2 separate regions of the Mus musculus genome follow, and region 2 is linked to region 1. Evidence: chromatin contacts called from public ChIA-PET data. All regions are on one chromosome and are shown on one strand. Each heading gives the region's core, a stretch centred on a gene start, on an enhancer-like site or on the middle of the called end of the contact. The rest is flanking DNA. Distances are from core to core; before and after follow the strand shown.

Evidence for each region. ChIA-PET counts read pairs in DNA pulled down with a chosen protein or histone mark.
Region 2: a contact with region 1 is called in an RNA polymerase II ChIA-PET map of effector CD8 T cells, with 14 read pairs. The contact joins the enhancer-like site here to the promoter of Intu in region 1. A contact is called at or near these places in 18 of 39 promoter capture datasets (the C10 cell line, the HPC-7 cell line, HPC-7-derived erythroid cells and 11 more), 4 of 484 Hi-C or Micro-C datasets (bone marrow-derived macrophages, cranial neural crest, liver and 1 more), 14 of 115 datasets of contacts at active chromatin or transcription factors (the SCID.adh cell line, bone marrow-derived macrophages, craniofacial prominence and 11 more) and 3 of 9 other capture datasets (adipose tissue, liver and pancreatic islet).

Annotation. Positions count from the first base shown.
Region 1 is chr3:40,536,154-40,543,128 of GRCm38.p6, reverse strand. It overlaps Intu (inturned planar cell polarity protein), which reads right to left and starts at 2,362. Exons shown (of 16, transcript NM_175515.5): 1 at 2,120-2,362. The coding sequence starts at 2,265.
Region 2 is chr3:40,756,468-40,763,875 of GRCm38.p6, reverse strand. Hspa4l (heat shock protein 4 like) reads right to left here. Exons shown (of 19, transcript NM_011020.3): 4 at 6,753-6,875; 5 at 3,413-3,512; 6 at 2,961-3,094. Among named protein-coding and RNA genes, the nearest start is that of Hspa4l, 15 kb to the right of the region's middle. Within about 2 kb of position 2,940, at least 39 of the 459 cell types and tissues checked have an H3K27ac peak or open chromatin away from gene starts, as enhancers often do. A contact at or near this core is called in effector CD8 T cells, where this site is marked.

The DNA of each region.
Region 1 (6,975 bases), core at 1,113-3,612:
CTCTTTCAAGTTGTCTTCTGACCTCCATACTTTCGTTATGGCAACTGTGAGCAAGCACACACACATGGGCACACACACATGTAAACACACACAGGCTCACACAAATACAGGCACTTACACACACAGCCACACCTAGACACACATTAAATATTTTTAAAACCCTACCAGAATATTATCCTAAGGCAGTTTCATCTCACAAATAATAAACTAACATGATCATATGTAGGTCAAACTGCATTTCGATTGCAAACACGCATGAAATAATAGCTTGCAAAAAGAAGAGTCAGTCAGTAACGGGAATCTTAAAAGTCTAGGATATGGAATATGCCTCTCTCTGTGTGCTTCATGGAGTCCACAGGGGTAACCGGCAAGTCTTATCTCTCTGATTTGAAAGGTTCGGATTCATGATCCTAAGCCTTCCATCAGAGTGGTTCTTCCCAAAGCAGGGTGGCCCAGCTTGCACAATACTGTAGCTTATGGCAGTAAATACGTAATATAATAAAATATTTGAACAAAACCTTCCCAAGGCAGGTCAGCAATTTTCTCTTCATGTTACACATACCAACAAAGGACAGACCAAAAAAAAAAATCTTAATTTTGGAACAACCAGCCAAACACTTTGCAGTAAGAGTGTATTATCAGGACAAGGACACTGGAATATTTGGAGTGACTGGTAAATGACTGATAAAGACATCGACTTTTCCTACAAGGTTCTCAAGAAAATCCCACTGTATGCTGGATGCCCCTTCAGGAGTTAGGTCAGTGTTTCTGTGTTCATGGTAACAGTGCAAATATTTCTAGGATAAAAGTGTGTGACTAAGATGTGGGGAAATCACGTAAACTAGGTAAGAAAGCATGCAAGGCATAAGCTTGCCCGCCCGCCTGCCAGCCAGCAGTGCCCTCCATGCTTTCTGCCTTGCAGCTTTGGCCGTGAAGGGAGTTCTCAGATTGGAGGTACTGCTATGTAGAATGGCAACCCAGGCCTGCTTCAAGGTCCTGCCTTGAAGCCCTTCACTCATAACGGACCCTGACCTGGGGTCTAAGTTGCCTTTGGTCATAATTTCTTACCACAGCAACCAACCACAAAGTTTTAAATCATTTTTTAAGATGACAACAACAGCTTACAAAGTTGATATTTTTACATCTGTGTGAAGTTTTAAGACTACAATCTCTCTGTAGTAAGCTTCTAGAGTGGATTTGAGCAGGTTTTCCCCTTACTTTTAGTGACAAAAAAGAATGTGTTACATACTGTTGATTGAAGATGATCAGTTATTCATAACTGCTAGTTCCAACTGCACATAGGATGTTCCCCTAAAAGTATGGACAGCCTTTGGGCACACAGTGACCTGAATCCTTTCACTAATAATCATTCTAAGTTATCAGTAGTTATTCCAAGAAGTCCTTAATCCATAGCAACAGGGATAGATTCCTTAAGAATTGAAATACTGTGACTCAAAATAACTTACTTATGATATTACCAAGAATTCTGACTTGAAATAAAAGAAACCCTGGGGTTGAACAGAAAAATACAGCCTGACTATCCTAAAGCCAGAGAGAATGTCTTGATAGTGAGGCTCCTCTTTATGCTATCATTTCCACAAGAGGAAAAAAACACCTCCCTAATATTAAATAGTTGCCTCACAAAGTGTGTGTACGGTGTCTCTCCCCAGCAAATACTCAGGAGTCTGAGGGTGCAGAGGGACTTCATAAGTTAGGTGTGTTTGCTGCTCTTGGAGAAGACTGGAGTTCAGTTCCAAGCACCAACATGCTTGCTCACAACCCGGGAAAACACTAGTTCCAGGGATTCAATGCCCTCTTCTGGCCTCTGTGGGCACCTGCACTTATGTGCAGATACCCACACAAAGACACACAGGTACATGTAATAAAAAAATAATAAAAATAAATGTTAAAGAATGCTCTAAGACACAGTGAGGTAAGAAGGCAGTGCTACAGAGCACAACAATGATCCTTCACAGACACAGAACCCACCAGAGGCAGGGACCCCCACCCCCACCCCCACCCCTTATCCAGAAACCGGAGCAAGCCCGCCAGCGAACTGCTCCCCGCTCCCCGTGCGTGCGAGCAAGGGCAGGGGACCCGCAGTCTCCAGGAGCCTTACGTGTCACTGCTGGCTGAGGAGTAGGAGCCCAAGCTGCTGGCCCCGGCGTCGGAGTCGCCTTCCTCCTCTTCCTCTTCCTGTGAGGACAGGTCTCCAGGGAGCTCGGGCGGGCGCCCACGCGAGTCTCCCCTCGCAAGGCCCGCCATCCTCTGGGTCGCGAGAGCTCCGGGGCAGAAGCTCAGACGCCAGAGCCCGCCAGCCGCGCCTCCAGCAGCGCCGCCATTTTGCCAGGTCGGGCCACGTGACCCCGATACTCAGTTGCGATTGGCTGAGGCGCCGGTTGCCTGGGAGACGGGGAAGCTTCCCGGTACAGACGCTGAGCATTTTTGGGGGGGGGGGGGCTGTGCAAACTTCTTTGCTGTTTGGCATTTCCCCACGCTCTTCCACGCGACGAGCCAGGCTGAGACTCGTTTTTCCCTTTTCCTTTTTTTCTTTTCATATTGACAGTTTGCACACTGTCTTGTTTTCTTTTTTCTATTATGTTTTAAAATTGTGATCCAAAAGATTCCGTTTGGCTAGTTTTGGGGCGGTTTTTGTTTGTCTTATTTTGATAAACAGTACCTTAGAGGTAAAGACCCTCTTCCATGCACCTCTAGGTGCTAATGCAAATCTCTCAATTCTTTTTTTTTTTAATTTATTTGTGATTTGTGAATAGTTACATCAACTATGTTTAGGTACATAATCGCTATCTTTGTGTCATCCATTGCTGACTCAATTACATTCTGTCTCTATTCATAGCCATTCTAAATATTTGCATACAATGAAGTAAATATTTTTCTGTAATTAAATTTAAAAACAGGGCTTAATGAATTAAGAATGAGTATACAGCTAGCAGGCAACAAAGCCAACCAAGAAATGAACTTTAAGCATTAATTACAACACGCTACATTTTCTCCTCAGGAGTCAATTCTCCAGGTCCCCTTTTCTGTGGTTTCATCTTCCAAGATCAGACAAAGTGTGAAAGTATTAGGTGATAAGTTCCAGAATGGAACGAGTTCTAGATTGTGCATCACTCTGGGTTATGTGGGGAAATCTCACAGTCTTGCTCCATCCCACTTGGTAGTAAACTTCCTTTTGTTGGGTGTATGTACATTGTCTATGTAACGCACCTGTTAGTCACTTATAGTCGCTGACTAGTTAGAAGACAAGCCACCAAAGCATCACACCACACTGACTGTATTTAAGTAGGACTATCAACAGTAGGTTACAGTGCCTAAATGATGCACATAATATCACTCTGTGTCTAGGAAAAAAATCACCAAAGAAATGCCTGTGACCTCAAAAGGTATGGAGACTTCTTCCCAGAAGCAAGCAAGCAGTGGACATCAACAGCATCAACCTAATCCAGTGAACATCAGCAGAGTCTATGAAAGCCAGTGAACCCTAATCCAGAAATTTTGAAGCTCAAACCCTACATGTTGAGGATCACTCCCCAAGACTGCTCCTCTTTACTGCCCTGCGCTTTAAGATGGCAGTCAGGAGACCCAGCTTGTTTTTACTTGTCCACTGCCTGCAAAATGAGGTTTCCATAGCTCTCTCCTTGCGCTTGACTAATCTATTTGAGCAGCTTACAGATTCAGGAAAATTCTTATAGTTACCCTTTTACTGTACATCATTACAAAGAATATAGACCAAAAGATTCACAGGGGAGGTATGGGAGAAGGGATGGTGTCTCAGTGGCTTTTGTCAGTGGTCTCTCTCCAAGTCCCTCCATGTACTCATAGATCTGGAGGCTCTCTGAACCTTTTAGAAACGGAGTCACATAGGCCAGACTGCTAACAGGCTGAGTGGGAAGACTCAATAATGCCTGTGTGTATCTATTCTTTTGCATTTCTTTCTCCTGGGGATGAGGCATGACCCCTCTGAGATGACAAGTGCCTTATAGCCTACTGTCAGACGGGGGGGGGGGGGGGGTGTCACTGTAATAAGGGGACTTTCCATAATAGTTACGTTAAATTTTGATAAAATGTGTATACCTTTTACTTCTGTTATCTCAAACAATAACATTTAGCCAAGATTTTATTTCCAAATAAAAGGGCTTTAAGGCACCTTTTTGATAAGTTAGCCATTTGTTTGTTTGCTTGCTTGTTTAATGATTTGCTTGGGACAGGGTTTCATTGTGTAGCCCTGGGTGGCCTGGAACTTTAGACCAGGATAGCTGGGTAGCTCTCTCTCTCTCTCTCTCTCTCTCTCTCTCTCTCTCTCGATTTATTTATTTATTTTATGTTTAGAATTGCTCTGTTTTCATATACACTAGAAGAGGGAATCAGATTCCATTACAGATGGTTGTGAGGCACCATGTGAGTGCTGGGAATTGAACTCAGGATCTTTGGAAGAGTAGCTCGTATCTGCTGAGCCATCTCACCACCACCACCACCACCACCCCGCCCCCAGGCTGGCTTTATATTCACAGAGATTGTCCTGCCTCTGCTTCCCAAGTGCTTGGAAGTAAAGATGTACACTGCTGTGCTTGGTTGCATTTCTTCACTTTTAAAGCAACCTATTAGATATTTAAAAAGTAAAAGATTTTAAAATATTTTATCTTATGTATATAAGTTTTTGCCTGCAGGTATATCTCTGTACTCTGTGCATTCCTGGTGTTCTTAGAGGCCAGAAGAGGGCTGCAGACCCCCTAGAATGTGAGTTCCAGACAGTTGTGAGCTTCCATGTAGGTTCTGGGACTTGATCTAATCCAGGTCCTCTAGAAGGGCAGCAAACACTCTCAACTACCATCTCTCCAGCCCTGTAAAAGACATTTTCAATAGCAAAATGTCCAGTGTTCTTCCCACAAGCAATAGTCTATAACTTATTTCTATGCACATCTATTAACTTTACACTATGCTCATCAACCCCCAATGTGGCTTCACGAGAGCATAGAGCCCATGTTCGGTTTAGCCTTTACAATGTTTGTCGGAGTTCAGCAGGGGGATGCCCTTCAGTTGGTAGAGTTCTTATGTGGCATACTGGCAGCCCTGAGTTCTGCCCTAGCATTACATAAATCAGTTATGGTGGTGCATGTCTGTAACCCCAGCCCCAGGGAGACATGGGTAGGAGGAGCAGGGCCATCCTTGACTATAGAGAGAGGTGGAGGCCAGCCTGGGATTTATGAGATCCAGCCTCATAAAACGGTTTTCCCCAAATCAAAAAGCTGAGGATCAGCTAGGATCCTATTTAATTTAACTCCTATTATACATGAATCAAATTAAACAAATGTTTGATCAAACAGAATCGCCGAGGGCTTACCAAACATAGAGATTTGAGACCTCGCCCCATATCAACAGGATCAGAATCCACAGAGAGGCTTAGAAATCCCGGGGTGGGGGTGGGGCGTTGTTTGTTTGTTTCTTAAGATTTGTTTTTCCTTATGGGTATAGATATGTTGCTTGCATGTATGCATATGCACCCTTGCATGCCTGGTACCTGAGGAGGTCAGAAGAGAGTGTTGGATCCCCTAGAACTGGAGTTACAGATGGTGTGAGCCACCATGTGGGTGCTGGGAATCAAACTTGGTCCTCGGCAAATATCCTAAACCTCAAGCCATCCCTCCAGCCCCTAAGTCTCTGTTTTAAATGAGGGCCCCCGCTACTTCTTCACCCTTGAGAAACAATGCCCGAAGCTTTGCCTAAGCTGTCTGCTTTTTGGGGGGACTGGAAGGCTGGCGCTTTTGAGCACTCTGCCGTTGCTCCCAGTTGGTGAATTTGAACCTGGTTGGCCTCTCTCTGAATCTCTCCACAGAATCCCATCTGTACCACCCTCCAGCACATTAGTTTCTACATATGTCACTTTCCCGTTCTCTAAATTCAGAGCAGTCCCTACTGCACAGGACTGTTTGGAGTCTGGGGTTTGCACTAATGCATGTAAAACAACTAGTGTAAGCATCGTCTGCAGACTGAGCCACTCTTGTAGACTTACAGAATTCTCTTGATGCCTCTACATAATGCATTTGTTCAAATACAACTTTTCTCTTTAAGATACAGTAGCTGTCTATTCAAAGCCTTCCAGACATATCTCTACCTTCTATCTGTATCTTCTATCTTTCTTCAATGCAATATCCCATGAAATTCTCACTAGAGGATAGCTGTCTCTCATATACATATTGTGTATATGTATGTATATGCTTATATGTATGTATGTGCATATGCATATGTATCACCAAATGACAGATAAAAAGTCTCCTGGAGATATGAGATGACTGGCTGTTTCTTCTTTAAACTTCTCTTCTTTCACAAACTTGAATCACAGATAAAAGGAAAAAAAAAAACCCCATAAAAGAATATTATATCTAAGATAGATTTCTTGCACTAGCTACTCAGAGTATCAGCTTCCTTGGCTAAGCAAGTTCCACCTGTTAGCTCATTGGGAAGAAAGTAGGGGAGAGAGAGATAAAGGGAGAGAGAGAGAGAGAAAGAGCAAGAGAGAGAAACTACCCTGTTTGATCTTTTGTACATAACCACATACATCATAACCACAATGATTTTTATTATTAATTTAATTTTACAGGGGTGTGGTATCAGCAAATTGTACTTCTAACTTTGCTAATATTTCATATCCTTATTTGTGTTGGCAAAGGGTGAAGAAGGAACATTGAGGTGGCATTTTCAGGGCTTTGTGAAGATACTTTGTTAGTCTAAGAGCTGAATACATGGAAACCACAAGAAAACTTTAAAGATTTAGTCTGGGGCTATAATCTCATTTTCTATTTTTGACTGTATAAAAACAGAAGCCCAAAAATGTTTAGTTGAATTTGTAGGAGATTCAAAGTCTTTATTTCCATTGATTACCATCTCAATTAGACAAACAATACAATTCAGACATAAAATACACCAGATAAGAACTCCAGTAATTAAATATTTACT
Region 2 (7,408 bases), core at 1,691-4,190, 220 kb before region 1:
AAGGCAGGCTTAGTCTTATTAAAGAGGACGAAGCTTTCTTCTTACAGACTTGGGTCTAGTTCATTTAGCAATAAGTGAGTAGAAGCTTTTCTCTATGCAATAAAGAAAGACTGGAGCTCATTTTCATCCAGAATGAGTGAGTTCTTTCTGCACTGGCACTCAGTGTTTTGCTCTATATACATATGTCAGTATGTATGTATGTGTGTGTGTGTAAGTATGTAATTGTGAGATTGCATGAAAGCTGGACCCAAATGGTTCGAATGGGGATTTTTGAAATATGTAAGCATGAATCTGTATGTGAATTTATGTGAGTTTAATCCATATTTACTTGTGTAAAAGTTTTTTCTTTTGTGAGCGTGATTCTCTTCTGGGTCAATACAAGTTTAGTGTTCCAAACTTCCCTGTAGTCTAACAAGCCAGAGTCATCTGGATAAAAGGGAAAAGGCTCTAGCAATTAATCCTTTACTTAATACCCTGCTGTTACATGATGAGGTACTAAATGCAGTTTAGTACCTCAAAGGGCCTTTCTGGCCTCAAAGGACTCAGACAGCTCAGCTACAGTAGCAAAGTAACTTAGACTTAGATAAGTAAATGTTTTATTATACAGCAACCTAAATATCTCATCTTCATTGTTTCAAGAAGAACCAAGAACAACAAAGAAGACCCACAGAGCCTGGCCCCCGGCAAATTCACTCTGGTATCAACTTCTGTCTTAGTTACTTCTCTATTGTGGTGGTTAAACACTGTGACCAAGGCAATGTAGAAAACGTTTAATTTGTGGCTAGAGACCATACCACTATCATAGCACCCATCTGCTACCTTGGTAGCAGGTAGCCAGTAATAGGTAAGAACTTAGATTCTGATTCACAATTATGAGGGACGGGGAAGAGAGAGAAAAAGGGGGTTGGAGGAGGGAACACACAAATTAGGAATAACAGGTTTTGAAACCTCAAAGTTCATCCTTAATTGACAAACCTCCTCCAACAAAGTCACAATTCCTAATCCTTCCCAAATAGTTCCACCAACTGGAGACCAAGTATTTAAACATATGAACCTATTGAGAAACACTTGTATTCAAACCACCACAAATAAAAAAATAAAACAAAATAAAAAATAAACAAAGAAACAAACTTCTAAAATTGTGAAAGTAAAGGCCAAAAGAACCCGTCAATCATTGGATGCCAAATATTTTGTTAAATTATCCTTCGTACCTGGCTCAATTAGTTCTCTGCTCTTTGCTACCTGCTCTATTGTCACACACCATGTCACATTAGAAGAACAGTTCTTTCTGAAATAACTGAGTGACAATGAAAATTTCATGAATTCACATTCAGTGGTTCTCTAACATATGAACCCCAAATGAAAATTAAGAACAAACAGCAGTTCTAAGAGTGCAGACAAGAGCAAAGCATACAAGAAAAGAGATCCAAGAGCAAATCTGCAGAATTATATGTAATCAGTCAATTTCCAGGCTAGAATTTAAGCCTTTTGGTTATAATTTTTTTAAAAAAAAACCTACTTTACTTTTATAACAATACAGAACAAAAGAATACACAAGAAATAACACCCTTCCCACAAGACTAGAGCTGGCAGCTGGGCAGCTGTCTATAGGTCATAAGTCAGAGATCTCCAGGATATCTAACCCTTCTCTCCAAGAAATGAGAAAACAGTCATAATCCCATGATTAGGGAGTCACTACTCTGCAGGCATGGCTCTTCAGTAGTTTCTTCTTGAGGGGACACCACACTACGATGCAAGAACAAGTGGTGCTAATTTTCCAACAGACTCACACACACTCCATGAATACAGAATATCCACAGGGTACAGGGCTGCCCAGCATGAAATGCAAAAGCATCCTTCCATGTAGTGATGTGTGTATTCAACTGAGAATCAGGGCTGTTGGGCCACTACATTTATCAGACTTCAACAAGACTCACTGATGAAAAAGTATAGATGAATATACTTAAATTTAGTTAGAGAGAGAAAAAAAGAAAAATCCACCTTTGTTAATAAGTTAAAATTCAAGACTAGAGGCCAAGAATTACGTACGGCCACTTATACAAAACTACCTATAATTTCAACGATGGCATTTCCTTTCATTTTGTGATTCTAAGGATTCCATTATAGTACTATGGAGGTAGTACCACAAGGCTATGCATCTGGACAGATGGCAGACACAGAACAGCACAGACACATAGTACTCACAGACAGACAGATTGCAAGCACTACATAGCTACAGAGACCCCAGGGGACTCTCCCACAGGCCTGGCAGCTCACAGGTCTCTGCAGCAGCAGGTTGCAGGGATGTAGCTGCTATGAGTCATCACACTGCTGTGGGCTTCATAGTGCTGCAGCTGCCACTGAGTCACCTATGCTCCTGGAACGCCCTCCTTTACTCATACTTGAGAAGTGAGTGCTAGGGTTCATTAAAAAAACAAAACCAGCTTCTAGGAGGTTTTCATCAGTAAGAGCAAAGTTAAGAAACTTGCTGACGGTCATTCTTTTTGTTGTTGTTGATGTGTATTATGTATGTATGTATGTATGCATGTATATGAATATGTATGTGTATATATATGAAAATTATATGAATATATTATATATATTATATGAATATATATAATGAGAATGTTTAGATTTATTTTGATGTATTTATGTTTTGTCTGCATGTATGTCTGTGCACCATGTGCATACTTACTATACTCAGAAATCAGAAGACGAGGTCAGATCTCCTGCCACCGGTTTCTGGTGGTTGTGGCCCACCTATGGGTGCTAGAAACTGAACCTGGATCTTCTGCAAGAGTAGCAAGTGCTCTTCATTGCTGAGCCATCTCTCCAGTCCTGCCTTGATGGTTATGCTTTTAAGAGGCAGACTAAGACTTTCAGTCCACTTGTTAAGGGCTTTATATACTATGTGCTCTCACTCGTCACAGTTATAAATAGAAAGTAACTGAGCTACTTACTTTCAGTTTTCCTTTGTTAAAAGCACAAACAGAGACCTGGTAGGCAGAATGTCCCATGTCGATAAACACAACATTCCTTGGTTTCTCATCTAATGAGGGAAGATCCTGCTTATAAATTCCATATGCCAGTGCAACTGTGTGAGAACAAATATTAAGTTAAATGTTGTATAGCTTTGGAGAACAAGACAAAGAAAAGTCATTTTTACACGGTACTCTAATATACAGTATGGTAAAATATAGATTCAACCTACAATAACTTTTCATAAATTACTTAAGTGTTTTATTTTCGTGACTCATCTGAAAAGTTACAGCAGTAACGGCTCTTCAAGTTCAAATATGAATTCAAACTCTGTATTCCAAAACAACAAATTATAAATAATACAAGAGTTTGTACAAATAATACAAGAGTTGTAGATAGAAAATGCTAACTCTTTAAGGTAGCCATCACCAACCTGCAGTGGTTTCATTCATCAGCCTCAGACAGTTTAGGCCTGCAACCTGGGCTGCGGCCATCACGGATCTTCTCTCTGCGTCGGTGAAAAAGCTCGGGATCTGGCAAGAACAGTCATAAGTTACTGCGCCACAGACTTAATAGTAACTGCAGGAAAACATGCGACTTTAAATCAACATCAAATGCTAGAGTGGATTCTTAAATTGGATACTTTCTACGCCATGCAGACTGGATTTGGAGTGTGAACACAAATGCGATTAGTATGGCAGACCACCAGTTTTGTTTGCCTCAAAGAAGCAGTGTTAGTCTGTTTGCTGCACTTTAGCTTGCTCTCTCTAAGGCTCATTAGTGTGACCCTTGTGGAGGTAGACTTAGTTAAAGATGCTTAAGGGAACTGAGAGGTATTGGTCTAGAAAGGAATGATGGACTCCACTTCTGTCTGGACTCTTGTGTGGCAGTCTGGTCTTTTCTTCATACATATTCTTGCCAACGATGCTGTAATGTCCTCACTACAGGACAAACTAATAGAATTGCCCATTATTAATATTCATCCTTCAGAACTATGAGCTAAATAAACCAGTTTTGTAACAAAGGTACGCTGTCTCCATTATTTTGATACAGTACTGAAAGCTTGACTAATATGTTAGACTATTTAGGAAGGTGGCATACACCTTTAATCCCAACACTTGGGAAGTAGAGGCAGGAGGATCTCTGAGTTTGAGGTGAGTGAATTTCAGGTCATTCAGGGCTACTACACTACTACATAGTAAGAATTCATCTAAAAAAAAACCACCTAAAATAAGTTAATTTAATACTAGTCCATATTTAATAATAGTAAACTGAAGCCCTAAGACTATACTGAAATAAGGTTAGGTATATCTAATATAGTATATCCATATAGTAGAATCCTATATAGCTAAGATCAGCTAGATCTCTATTGCCACGAAATAGTATATTATGCTAAAAAAAAAAAAAGGAAAGAAAAAGAAAGGAGAGGAGAGGAGAGGAGAGGAGAGGAGAGGAGAGGAGAGGAGAGGAGAGGAGAGGAGAGGAGAGGAGAGAAGCAGAGCAGAGCAGAGCAGAGCAAAGCCAAGCCTTGCAGGGGCTGGAGAGATGGCTTGTTGGTTAACAGCACATGCTGTTCCTGAAGAGTACTAGAGTTCTGTTCTCAGTACCCAGATCAGGCAGAACTCCCTGTAACTCCAGTTCCAAAAAATTTGAGGCCCTCTTTTGGCCTCTATGGCATGACACACACATGGCACACACATAGACAAGCAGGTACACACACACAACAACAAAAAATGCTATGGAGAGCATAATTTCATTTCTGTGAAATGTATATACAGAAAGAAGATGAAATCCAAGTGTTTCCAAGGAGGGAAAATATATATTATAGTAAACTATGAAAAAACCTATTTTATAACCATCAAAAATACTGTGTTTAAACTAAAATGTTAACATCCAGTTTAAAATATATACTTGCTTATTCTTACTTATGTCAAGATAAGAAATACTTTAATTTAGCCCAAAATTTAAAAAAATTATTGAATATTTTAATGTACAAAAGAACTCAGTGCCTTGATAACCTCAAGGTTGCTGGGATTCTTGGTATAAGTTACAATACCCATCTCACTGTTTCTCTCATTAGGATGTGTATGTGGGGGTTGTACAACATCATAGTGTTTTTATAAAAGTCAGAGGACAGCCTGTGGAAGCAGCTCTCTTCTTTCACCTTCACATGGGTTCAGAGGGCTGAATGCATGGCCCCAGGTTTGAGTGGCAAGTGCCTTGCCTCACTGAGCCATCCCATTGCCCCCAACTTAAGCAATTTGTTTGCTGGTTTTTTTTTTTTTTTTTTTTTTTTTTTAGACAGGTTTTCACTATATATATATTGGCTATCCTAGAACTCACTATATAAATCAAGCTGGCCTTTAATGCAGAGATCTGCCAGGCTCTGCCTCCTGGGTCCTGAGATTAAAGGCACATGACATCATGCTCAGCATAAGTTTTAAGTTTTAAGTCAGCAGTCTTTAGTTTGGTTGTGTTGCGTTTGATGCCTATTTTGTTTGTCCTGGATATCAGTATTCTTCTCCTTAAAAATCTATAAGTGAATGAATATGTATGGTTCATAGAATACTCATGGGGTAATTTATAAAACACATGTTTTTGTAGCTGTTATAGTAACTCACAGACTAGACCTGTCTTCATAATGCCAATGACTATGACAGACAGACTTTAGGACACCTGTACCAATCTTAAACATATTCAAAGTGGTAACACTGCAAGCACACTCTTGGAAATGAATTACCTTACATTTCTCAATATGAAAACTAGGATGTAATAGTCTACCCGTATGAGGGAATCTCTGAGGTTTACTAAATGTGTTAATACACATAAACTACTACAGTGCCTAGTCAATGATCAACACTACTAACTGCTATTTATAAATGTTCACAAAGTAAAATACCACGCTGTAACATTTCTTTCAAATTGAATTCAAGTAATGAGGATATTTGATGGTTATGTTTACTGAACAGTTCATAATCTAATTCTTTTTTCTGATATGAAACTCTTCAACTTATGTGTAGTCAACTTTAATATATTTACATTAAGTTAAAACATGTAAGTTAAAAGGTAGTTAACATTATTCAATGAGATTTCAAGAGAAGCTATGGTAGATAAATATTTTATTAAGGTCCTTAAAAAAGAATTCTTAAAAAGGGGTGGGGTTGGTGGGGATAAAAAAGGATTCTTAAATATCTGTTTTTTTCCTGAGACAGAGTATCTATAACTTCAAATTCCCACCTGTAACCTCACATCACTAACTCTGAATTTTTAATTTTTTCCCTAAAACATTAATGTATTTAAAGTTGGGAAGTTAAAATCTATTTAGGAAGATTATCTTTTAAAAAGATTTTTAAAGTTACATTCATTTAGTGTGTATCTTCATACGGATTTGGGTGTGTACATGTGTGGGAGGAGGCACAAAGGCAGGATTAGAGGACAGCCCTCAGGAATTAGGTCTCTCTGTCACCATGCGCACTCTGGGGACCAAACTCATGGCCTCTGTCTTGGTGGCAAGTGCTTTCACCTCCTAAGTCTTCTCACTTGTCCCTTAGGAAGAATCTCACACGTGTCAGTGGCAGCAGCCACTAAAATAATAAAACACAATGGGCTTTGAAGGTTTGCTGATTATCAGAACCGACTTGATACAATTCTAAACTTTACCAAATAAGGCAGCTTTTAACAAAGAAAAGGAAATATAAGTTATTTTCTGGCCAAAGGGAGAAATTACAAAGAGAACCCCCCTTTTTTATTGACATCAATGTACTGCTGCTCACCGAGATCACACAGTCAGCCACTGGCTTCTTCAGAGCATTTTCTGAGGTCTCTTTAAGCTTAGCCAGCAACATCCCAGTGACTTGCTCAATTGCAAAGGGCCGCTCTTCTTCCAGGTACCGCACCTACAACCAAGATTGACATGCTGAGAGTCACCCACTCACACAGCATGTGCCTTAGCGTCATCTATATGTCACGCCACAGTGGAAATGAGTTGGTTCCTTACATATAGTAACTAGTAACACTAGACATGCCTCTCACCTTTAGCTCCACACAAAGCACACTACTTTGAAGGGACTGCTTAGGTCCCTGTCCTTAAAACCATTAATTTTTATCATTCATTTTCCAAGTATGAAATAAATAATGAAGAAAAAAGATAAAATTCTTTTTTTTAAAAAATTAGTACTCTACTCAGCTTAAAATTAAAGCTTCAGTCACATGTTTTTGAAAACAAGAAATTTAAGACACAGGGAAAACAAAGGGAAAAATCCATTTTAAGAATATGTAACATGTATTACATCAAAGTTCCCAGGAATAAGTATGGATTAAGTATAAAATTCAAAATTAATGGAGACAGGTTTGTGCCTAACTGTGCTGCATTTAGGGATGGGAGATAAATCTGAGCAAGTAACCTGAACTTTATTTTTTTAAGATTTAT